Regions from separate parts of the Sus scrofa genome. Here regions 2 and 3 are each linked to region 1. The links are chromatin contacts, called in public Hi-C and HiChIP or PLAC-seq maps. All regions are on one chromosome and are shown on one strand. The core of a region is the stretch at or near the end of the contact, and the rest is flanking DNA. Distances in the headings are between cores, read along the strand shown. Region 1 has its middle 150 kb from the start of SPRY2. Region 2 has its middle 15 kb from the start of SPRY2. Region 3 has its middle 300 kb from the start of NDFIP2.

Region 1 (3,297 bases), core at 296-2,795:
GAGGTGGAATACATGCAATTAACCTTTGCCCTCGTGGCCAGTCACCATTCCGGAGGAGCAGATTTGGCTGGCTCTCTTCAGGTTCACCTCTCCACACCCTCAGAAAGTAGCTGCATGAAATTCAGCTTCTTTTTGGAGGGGGTGGGTATGCATAGAGGTGCGCGTTCTGACCTTCTAAAAACGAATTAAGAAAACCTCTTTTTCTTTTCTGGTTGACAGTCGAGGCGATCTCTGGTTTATGAGAGTAAACTCGGTTACATTTTTGGCTACCAATGACTGGCTCTCTGAGGAAAGGCAGATGGACAGGACTTGGAGTCCGCAGAAATGTGGAAAATCTGATGAGGAAGGTGTGGGCCCGGCCAATGGAAAGCGTTTTGGTGGGTCTAATGATTTTGGGAAAATCTCTGCAAGGCTGGAACATTTTGCCACACATAAGTGGTTATTTCCTTAGCCTCTTCTCCCTTCACTGAGGGCTCTGTGTAGCCGATCAGAGAGCAAGAAAACTGAAAAACAGCCCCAACGTGGGTTTGTCAGGAGAGAGATTTCCATTTAGGTTTTTCAAGTGTGTTGCATGTAACAAAGCCTGTATTTCTTTTTCATTGCAAATGAAATCTGCCTCATTCTGGTTCATTTAACTCTTGGAAACATAGTTTAATATGTTCCGAAAGCCCTTTGAGCCCTTTGAGAGAGCACTGTAAAGGCTTTCACCACCGCCCCCCTTCTGTAGAAGCAGGAAATCAAGTTCTGCCAAATGCAAATGAGCTCAGACTCCAAAAGGCCAAGTTTCAAACTGCAGGATGCGAGAGGATTTCAGACAGCGTGGCCTGCCCGCACGATATCTGGGGGGTCTGAGGAACAGCAGAAGGTCATCGTGACATATTGAAAATCCACGATTTCAGAAACACTCATCCGCAGAGCACGTCCAGGCTTAGTGGGTTGGAAGAGCGTTCCTCCCTTTTCGTGGTGGCTTCAGAACCCCCTCTCCCAGAGAGTTGGCTAGACCCCCCCCCCCCCCACTTTCTACAGTTGTCTACATTCTGCTTTGGAAAAGAAAGGCCTCTCTTTGATCCCCATGTCATAGCTGAGCCGGGCTGATTGCCTCAAAAATGGCACTGGCTTCGCTGGAAAGAAAATAGAAGCTGGTCCCATTAAAAGCAACGGCAGCCCCTCCAAGGGTTAATGGAGTCCGTTCCAAAGGAGTTAAGCAACCCCTGAAAGAGGATAATAAATGTGACACTCTCAGACTATCAGTAGCAAATATTTGAGCTTATCAAATAACGGAGGAAGTAGTTTAGTTACAAATAAACCAATCTCTCATAAAACAAGTTTTCACACAGGGTCATTTCATTGAGCTGGAGACAGCCTAGAGGCCACTCGGAGGCAGAACTCCCACTCTGTGTACACTGGTAACAGCCCCTCGTGATTAATGGACAGCCAGGGGGGAGGCTGCAGCCCGCAGCTCTGCTGAGAAACCGAGCTGGGCTGCCTATCAGCAGCACAGCCATAAACAGCATCTCAGGATTATTGCGAGGAAGTGACTCATCCTCTGGGAACATAGCTGGATTTGTGCTCCCTCTCCCTCACCACCCGCCTTCTTTCTCTCCCTTTTCCCCCTGTATAGCAGAGACCATCGTGTCCTAGAAACTATAGTAGATGTCACCGCTTGGCACTTGCTGTGCAAAGAGAGGACCAGTATGTGGGTGTGAGGGGGAGGCGGCATGCTACTCTTAAAGTAACAGCGACGCTGCTGGCTTGGGGCTCTATGGAGGCTGTTGTTCTACCGCCTCGGAAATTGGTTTGTTGAAGGCATCTCATTTGGAGTCTAGAAAAAGCACAAATGCTGTGTTAGGATGGAGAAAAAGAAAAATCAGAACTCCTTGTTTCAAACTAAAATTCTCATTGGGATTAATGAGGAATAAGACATTCCTTGGCATGATTTGATGAATTTAGCATGTAAGAGGAAAGAGAATGGTGGCCAGAACCTTGCGATGTGAATGTCACCTCTACCAAAACAGAAGTAGGCATTCTGATATTGCTATATGATGATATCATTGAAGGTTTGTTTTCTTCCCCCCCTCTCCGGATTGTAAAAATAAAACATGTAGATGATACGACATATAGAAGTAGGAATATAAGGCTGAAAAGTTCAACCATCATCCCACCACTTGAAGGCAACCATCATGAACACTTTGTATATTTCCTTCCAGCATCTTTAAAAATAGATTGTTAAGACCTTAACCATATGTAGAATTTTGCTTCTTACTATTTTCAGCCAACATTTTAGCATAATGATGGTCTGTCTTGTTATTTGATCTTTTCCTATACCTAATCTTAAAGCTGCCAAAGGCTTATTTTTTGCAACTTTAATGAACATAGGGCAGTTTGGAAGTAAGTCTAAGTTCACGCTAAAAGCCATATTGGCTCTATTTTTGAGGCATATTTATTTATTAAAAATTATACTTGATCTGTTTTTAATAAAAATGGAAGGCGTATTTATTTATTAAAAATTATACTTGATCTGTTTTTAATAAAAATGGAAGGGAAAAATTCTCTGCTATTATTCTCATGGTTAACTCATTAACTTTTGCCTTTAAAATGCACATTCTGGCAATTGAATTTTCCACAGAACTAGAAGAGAATCAGTCCTGATCCTGGAGCCTTCTAATGTACTTAACCCGCTAACGCCCTTTCCAAATGCACGAGCCCTCATTGACCAACCACCTTCAGATGTCAAGAGGAATTAAAAAGTGGAGGCGTAACTTTGCCATTAGCCCCCTCCCCACCTCCACTTCTCACAGTACCTGCATTTAGATGCATTTTGTTTATGGGGCACAATCTGGAACTACTTTTGGATGATCATTATCTTTTCTGGGTCCAGAAGCTGGACCCATTTTCCTCCGAATCAGCCTCGGAGCCATGAGACATTCTGAACAGTAACTCCACTGTGTCTCACCAACAATGCCTCTGCCTTTCTCTGGTTTAATCTGGAATTAAAGTTATGCTGTGAGTGTTTGCAGAGAAAGATGGCACTGAATTCACTTCAAATCGGCAACACGCCTTCTTGTGTAAGGCATGTCCTTTCCCTCTTCCCAGAACAATGCTCACAAAGGGTTAAAATCCTGCAGTAGCTCTGTCCATGGGGGCAGAAGCTCCCTGTTCCCAAAGCCTGGGATTCAGCTCTTTCCAAACAGGATTCCTCTAAATTGCCTTTAGTTGTGATCCCTCTGAGACTCACACTGAAGAACAGAAAAGAGTCTCTTTCTAGAATAAAATCCAGCCTACCTAGATTTTTTCTCT
Region 2 (3,275 bases), core at 167-2,666, 170 kb before region 1:
GGTTTCTTTGTGCTATTATGGCATTGTCATTTACTGCAACTACAAAGGAAAAGAAATAGGAAAAGAAAAGAACAGAAATAGAAAAGAAGCCCACAGTGATCTAATTCTACTATAAATTAAATTTCATTATTATCCTCCTATAAACATACCTTTCATTACAAGTGCTTTATTACAAATGAATAATCTTGTCAACAAAATAAAGGAGAAAAATAAATTTATTGTACATATACAACTAAAATCCCAAAGCATAATTTATAACTTCTCATATAATGCTAAATTATAATCAACATCTTTTTTCATTGACTATAGAGTCGTCAAAATATCCTGTAACAAAAAAGATGTTTTACCTAATCTTAATATCTAATCTTAACATTACTGTTTAATTATACTTAAATTGATTGAAAGAGACCTTCATTAAAATCTGACAGACCTTCAAATACAGATTTTTTAAAATTCTAAGTGTCCACAAGTTGTGAAAAGCTAATCTCTAAGGTACACACTGAGAGATCGCAAAACAATTTTCATTTAGAATGGATTTCTGTTTGAAATACCAAGCATCTATAAAAATCAACAGCCATCATCATAGAAGGGAATTGTTTTGTGTTATTTATTTATACTTATATTTTTAATTATTGGTAAGGTCAATCAGAGGTTGGCAGATTTTTCCAGAATATTCAAGGAGGAAAAGACACACACAAAGAGAACACAAAGACAGGCGCAAAAAAAGGCATTTAAAAAAAAACCCAAAAGCCCAAAATAAACTTCTTTAAAATACCAGACTACTTCAGTTATGACACATGCACTAGCTTGGGGTTCCTAAATCAGCAGACTGAAGAAAAACTGCCTTGTCATCAGAATGCCAAAATATATAGCTCTCACGAGGAGCAGATACATGGAGCTATAGGTCTAAATCTAAACTCTCTCTGTGGAAGAGAACACACTTTAGCTGTGTAATAAGCTGAGCCCCTGCACCAAGACATGAGAAATTACACCAAAGCTCTTCTAATGACACGCCACTAAACCCGTTTTCCTTTCAAAGGGGAGGAGAGCACAGACAAGGGACAGTCACTGCAGCAAACAGAATGCAAAAATGAAAAGCTGAAATCAAAAGACCGATGAAAGCATAACATTAAAAAGAGAAGTGTTTAGCTGCTAAATCATCCAAATTGCTTTGCCAAATTTTGACATGCTTGATTTCCTGTAGTAAAAAATCTCCTCTCTTTTTTTTCCCCCTTTCTTTGAAAAAAAAAAAAAAAAAAGTGAGGAAAAATAACCAGCTGTTCCTTGTATAGTTCAGGAAACAAGTTTGATTTATTACTTGAAGGTTATTTTTGAATGAGCTGCTTGTGGCAGCCAGAGTGCAAGAAAAGTCACTGAGGCCTGTCCACTTGAAGGGCTCAAACTGTTTCCTGAACAGTCCTTCACTCCGCACCTCCAACGGCTATTATTGACAACGTGTGACTGGGGCCTTCCAGGATTTTAAAACAGCAGGGGTCCCGACCAAACAATCGGGCTGTCAATTACCTTTTCCCCTGTTGTGAAAAAGGGGCCCAGGACAATGCAACTTCCCAGCGGGACGCCCTGCAGCTCCCAGTCCGTAACCCACTCTTGGCCCCGTTCAGCATTCAAAACCCAGTAAAGGGTCGGTGCCTTCGCTTTTGTCTGTGTGTGTCAGCGCCAACCAGAGTGCCTGCAAGGTGGATGTCTCCACGGACGGAGTTTTAAGTTCTGGCGTGGGCAAGAGGGGCTGCCTGCATTGCTCTCTCTGGTGCTCGCGTTTGTTTTTTCGGTAAGATCCCAACGCACACAAAGAGCACGCACCCCACCCCCCGCCGCCCCTTCTGTAGGCACGTCCTCCGGGAACGCCCAGCCCTCTCCACCTAGACTGTGGCTTGAAAAACTTCCTGTGCGCATTGATGACTCGCTGTGAGGACTGTCCATCATCCCGCCCCTTTGTCCGGCAGTCACTTCCATTCGCATTTGACTGACTGAGGAAGCCTGAGTTATTTGTAAAGAACAACAAGGCTTTTCATTCATAATTTTCGTAGGGGGACAGGGTGCTAATGACTGAGCTTGAATAACTCGGGAATGCGGTATTCAAGGCAGGAAGAAGCCCAACCGACTGCCAAATGAGGGCAGAGAGGATGTAGGTGAAAAGTGCCCGGGTAAAAAGCCAAACAATGGCAGGAGGATTACACAGGTCTGCAAATCCAAAGCGAGGTTTTAAAAGGTGAGACCCTCCGAAAGATGGAAGCGGGAAGGAGGGCAGGGAGAGTCTAACAGGATTTCATTAGCGTTGGGATCAAGTTACATGGCAGAGTTTACAGAATCCGAAACCCATAAAGGGTCGACAGAGGAAGTGATCTTTTCTTCCACTGCTGGTTCTCCTACAAAAACAGAAAAAAAGTTAAAAAAAAAAAGTAAAACTGGTTCTCACTCTCTTTTGGTACCTTTCACAGGTTCAGACAAAGAGAGTTTGTTTTGCAGGGGTACTCAGCTTGGCAATCCAGTCTAGGTTCCAAAGAGCTTGCTTTACTTTCAGGTCTCTCGTCAATTTTATGTATATGCAGCGTAAACACAATGTATAATAATTTTATATACCTGCTGCTTCCAAGGGGGAGAAATTGCACAAATGTCAATTTCTGGCCTAATTTAACTATATAGATAAGTATTACAAATGTTTATTCTCTTGTTAAAACAATACAATTGTAGTCTGGTTTTTTAAATTAAGAAATTAAAAGTATCACATTGAATTTCTTAAGGCACAATTTTATACATTAGAGTATAGAAAATAATCCAGAATAACAATGTTGCACATTTTAATATAATACAGAATGATACAAGCTGCTTTAAAAAAAAACAATGTAACTCCATACATGAAGAATGTTTCAATCATTATTAGAAAATGTTTACTATGTCTTTTTGCTAAAGCATGTCAAGTAAAAGTTAACACATACTAATTTCGGAAGAATTCAGCAAAAATAAATTAGCAGGCAGTAGGATTCTAGTTCTATCTCTGTTGAGTCTACTAGCCCTCGTGGCCTTAGGAAGCACTTAGAGATACTGAGGTCCAAGGTCGAAGTTCAGATTCTGGGCCAGGGGTCTACTTAGCTCTAAGTCCTAAGTCACAAACTGATTCAACAAACATTCCTTAAAATTGAGGCACTAACTACCATCATTGTGTCATTAAAATCCATTATCTCATATCACTCTGACAACCATCCTCTTCTGACCAATGGGAAAACTGAGGTGCGGAGACTCTCCAGTACTTCCCA
Region 3 (3,362 bases), core at 454-2,953, 220 kb after region 1:
TCCATTAAAAAAAAAAAATCTACCTCTAGTATTCAACATAGTTACTCTGCTTCCACTTTGCTTCACCTGGAAATTTGAGAACAACTTCTCTTTTCATATCACAATGCAAATCACTAGGGAAAATGTTGTCCAGCTCAGGGTCAGGTTTACGAACCGGAAGCTGGTTATCCACATGAAGTTGACTATCCATGAAACAAACACCACCCTTTCGGCCCATCCCTGTCCAGGAGCTAGAACTCTGGGATGCGTGGTAACATCCCCGTTTCTTCAGGTCATGTACAGAGAGAACATTCACATTATGACGATGATAACAGCTAACACGTACTGAGTCTTTTGGCACTGGGTATTTTTCTAAGAGGTTTGCATGTATTCGCTCACTTAGTCTTTATAATAACTCTATGAAATTGGCCATGGCTTTATTCCCATTTTTCACATAGAGAAACTAGGTCGCAGAGCAGTCAAGGTGCTCGCTCAGACAGCTGTGGCATAGGGATTTCCACTTAGCTCCCAAAGACTGAGCTTGTACTCCTGATCTCACACTGAGATTTTTGTCAAATGACAAGCAAAAATACAGACTGTTGATGACTTTCCTGATGAACCCACGTAAGGCTTTCCAGAATAAAAAATGCAGGTGGTTTCACATGGATTCTTTGTGAACCTTAGTGAAAGCAAATGCGGCTTTTAGCGATCACAACTGCTTTGGAAATCATCACAACCACATCCTCAGGATCCAGAGCTGTCACTTTGTCAGGAGCAGGAGTCAAGGTCACAGCTCCCTAGCCTCAGCATTTACATGTGTTCCATCTTTATAGTTCCACATGACATGCTTACCGACAGTCCAGCTACCCTGGCAGCTTACTGACAGGGGTTCAGAGACCATGTTTCCTTGGCTACCCTCAGCACTAATAGAACAAGGTAAATATTTAGCCTATCACTCTTTTAATTAGCTCAACTTTCTTGAGCCTCTGTTCTCTTTTAACCTTAATACCTGTGATTCTCAGCCTTAGAACATCTCCCAGATTTAAAAGAAAAAAAAAAAAATTACGAGTTCCTCTTGTGGCTCAGCGGGTTAAGGACCCAGCATTGTCTCTATGAGGGTGCAGGTTGCATCCCTGGCCTCACTCAGTGGATTAAAGGTCCAGCATTGCTGCAAGCTGCTGCAAGGATCACAGATGCAGCTGGGGTCAGGTGTTGCTGTGACTGTGGCATCGGCCTCGCCTGCAGCTCCAATCAACCTCTCACCCAGGAATGTCCATGTGCCACAGGTGTGGCCATAAAAAGAAAAAAAAATAAAAAAAAAAAATGGAGCTGAGTGTTTCTTGCCTCTTGCTTTCATCTGTAATCCTTTAGCATCTTTTCCCCATAGTGGGCCTTTCTCCATTGTCCTGGGGGCTACAGTGAACAATGTGCGTGTAGTAGGACTCCACCCTCCCACTCAAAATGCGACTGAAGGGAAGAGTTTATCGAGGCATGTGGCATGCTAGGACGTTTCAGAGAACAGAATGACGTTCTACCCAAATATCTTCCCCAAGCAGGAGAAAACAATACCGTGGGTAGTTCAGCTGCACTGACACAGTTCTCAGCAGACAGGCTGACCAGAAGGGGGTGGCCAAGCAATCAGAACACACAGACAGTGATACAGAGCCTGAGGGAGTCGGGGAAGTTGACGGCTCACAGTCCCTGGCAGAGGAGAGAATGAGAACTAAAGACATGAAATATGAGTAGATAAGGACCAAAGAAAAGAGAAGAAAGCGGGAGAAAGTGATCCCTATGGGTGGGGGTAATTAGCATGGGTCACGGGTATCTCTTAATGGTCAGCTCACTTACCCTTCCAGCTTCGACTCCCAACATTTTCCTCCCGTGACCCCGGTGTACACCTGTATCCAAATGTTGCCCCCAGCTGAGCATCCCGGGCAGCACATCAGGACAGCATGACCCTTTGTCTTTGTTCACAGTTAAGGAAGATTAAGCAAGAAGAGTGTTTGGTGCTGTGCCTAGAATACAGTAGTTATTATCATTAGTTATTTTCTCTATGCGTCAGTAATACCCAACAAGGAAAAACCCACTTTTGCTTTAAATACAGAATAGATTTACAGAGAATGGCTGGAATGGGAGAATCCGAGATTGACCTTGAAATGACCTTGAGCCATGATCCGAAGCTGACTCAGACAGCCTAGCTAAACATTGTCATCATGTTTAGTATGTATATTCCAAAAAGATGCCTCTATGAGCCACTGACGACAAACAAGTTCTTTTTCAAAACCACACATTTGATCCAGGATGTAGTTAGCACTCACTGTAGATGCAAGGACGCCTCCTTTGCCATACACCCCACCCCACTCCCGAATACATTTCCAGAGAAGATTCATTAAAACGTTCTGGGTTTGGTTGTTTTTGTTTTTTTTTTTAAAGCAAACATTTTTGAAAAAGAACTGGCGTGTGGGGAATCTAGCAACACGAGTTGTGCGTTGGACTTGACCTCTTGAATAAGGGTCCAAGAAAGAACGTGTAGCTCATGGTTTAGAGAAAAGCATTGAGCAGCGTGTTGTTCACATACTGCTACTCAAACATCAAAAGTCGTTTTTGTCCCTAGATGTTTCAGGACAAATTGAGTCCAAAAGAAATAAAGAGGGGGAATGTTTTTCCTGGCTCCCTCTCTCGTGGCTCTCAGCATCCTGGCTTGGTGGGGACAGAGTCACGTGACTGTCTTTTTGAGCTGGAGAACATGGGAATAGCCCTTTCTCAGACTGTGCTTGCAATCTGTAAATTCCAGCCAAGCCAGATTTCATTCTCCCTCTCCAAAACTGTTGCCAGGCATTAACACCGAAAGAATTACACAGCATAGACTTTTTAAAGAAATCACTGACAACTCTCTTTCATTAGCCCAACAAATTCAACTCCCAGAAATATTTTGTGTGAAACATATATAAAGACCCTCAGTTGTTTTGCATGATGTTTACGGGTCAAATTTCTTTATGCACCAAGGTAGAACATGATGAATGAAACACAACTTTTCACAATACGCCACGTTTTTTCTCATGCTTCCTCTGTGAAGGATGGTGAATGCTAAAGACCAGGGATGGGGGACCAGCAGCCAAAACAGAATTCAGGGCCATTCTCACTGACAACACGGGGGAGTTACTGAGGGAACAGCAAGATGAAGCTTTCAGCTTTTTTCAGTGTCTAGGAGAAAATATTTAGAAGCAAATTGTGCTCGGGGAAAGTTTTGTTAGCTCCAAAATCAGGAAAGAGTCGGGATGCAATTAGGCTGAAGGAAAGAAATTGCATCTGAGATCTTTAAAGGGTGAGACTGAAATTTGCAAAGCGACTGATCAGAAAGGGAAACAGCTTTAGAAACACAG

Evidence for each region. Hi-C and Micro-C count contacts between places; a contact is called where the count stands out from the background. HiChIP or PLAC-seq counts read pairs in DNA pulled down with a chosen protein or histone mark.
Region 2: an H3K27ac HiChIP or PLAC-seq map of skeletal muscle shows a contact between it and region 1, with 3 times the contacts expected there. The contact joins two enhancer-like sites. A contact is called at or near these places in 2 of 5 promoter capture datasets (fetal liver and liver), 2 of 47 Hi-C or Micro-C datasets (embryonic fibroblasts and liver) and 1 of 2 datasets of contacts at active chromatin or transcription factors (skeletal muscle).
Region 3: a Hi-C map of brain shows a contact between it and region 1, with 5 times the contacts expected there. The contact joins two enhancer-like sites. A contact is called at or near these places in 2 of 47 Hi-C or Micro-C datasets (brain and heart right ventricle) and 1 of 2 datasets of contacts at active chromatin or transcription factors (skeletal muscle).

Annotation. Positions count from the first base shown.
Region 1 is chr11:52,005,994-52,009,290 of Sscrofa11.1, reverse strand. No RefSeq gene overlaps it. Among named protein-coding and RNA genes, the nearest start is that of SPRY2, 150 kb to the left of the region's middle. Within about 2 kb of position 1,545, at least 45 of the 83 cell types and tissues checked have an H3K27ac peak or open chromatin away from gene starts, as enhancers often do. A contact at or near this core is called in brain, fetal liver, liver and 1 more, where this site is marked.
Region 2 is chr11:52,172,317-52,175,591 of Sscrofa11.1, reverse strand. No RefSeq gene overlaps it. Among named protein-coding and RNA genes, the nearest start is that of SPRY2, 15 kb to the right of the region's middle. Within about 2 kb of position 1,416, at least 67 of the 83 cell types and tissues checked have an H3K27ac peak or open chromatin away from gene starts, as enhancers often do. A contact at or near this core is called in fetal liver, liver and skeletal muscle, where this site is marked.
Region 3 is chr11:51,788,007-51,791,368 of Sscrofa11.1, reverse strand. No RefSeq gene overlaps it. Among named protein-coding and RNA genes, the nearest start is that of NDFIP2, 300 kb to the right of the region's middle. Within about 2 kb of position 1,703, at least 11 of the 83 cell types and tissues checked have an H3K27ac peak or open chromatin away from gene starts, as enhancers often do. A contact at or near this core is called in brain, where this site is marked.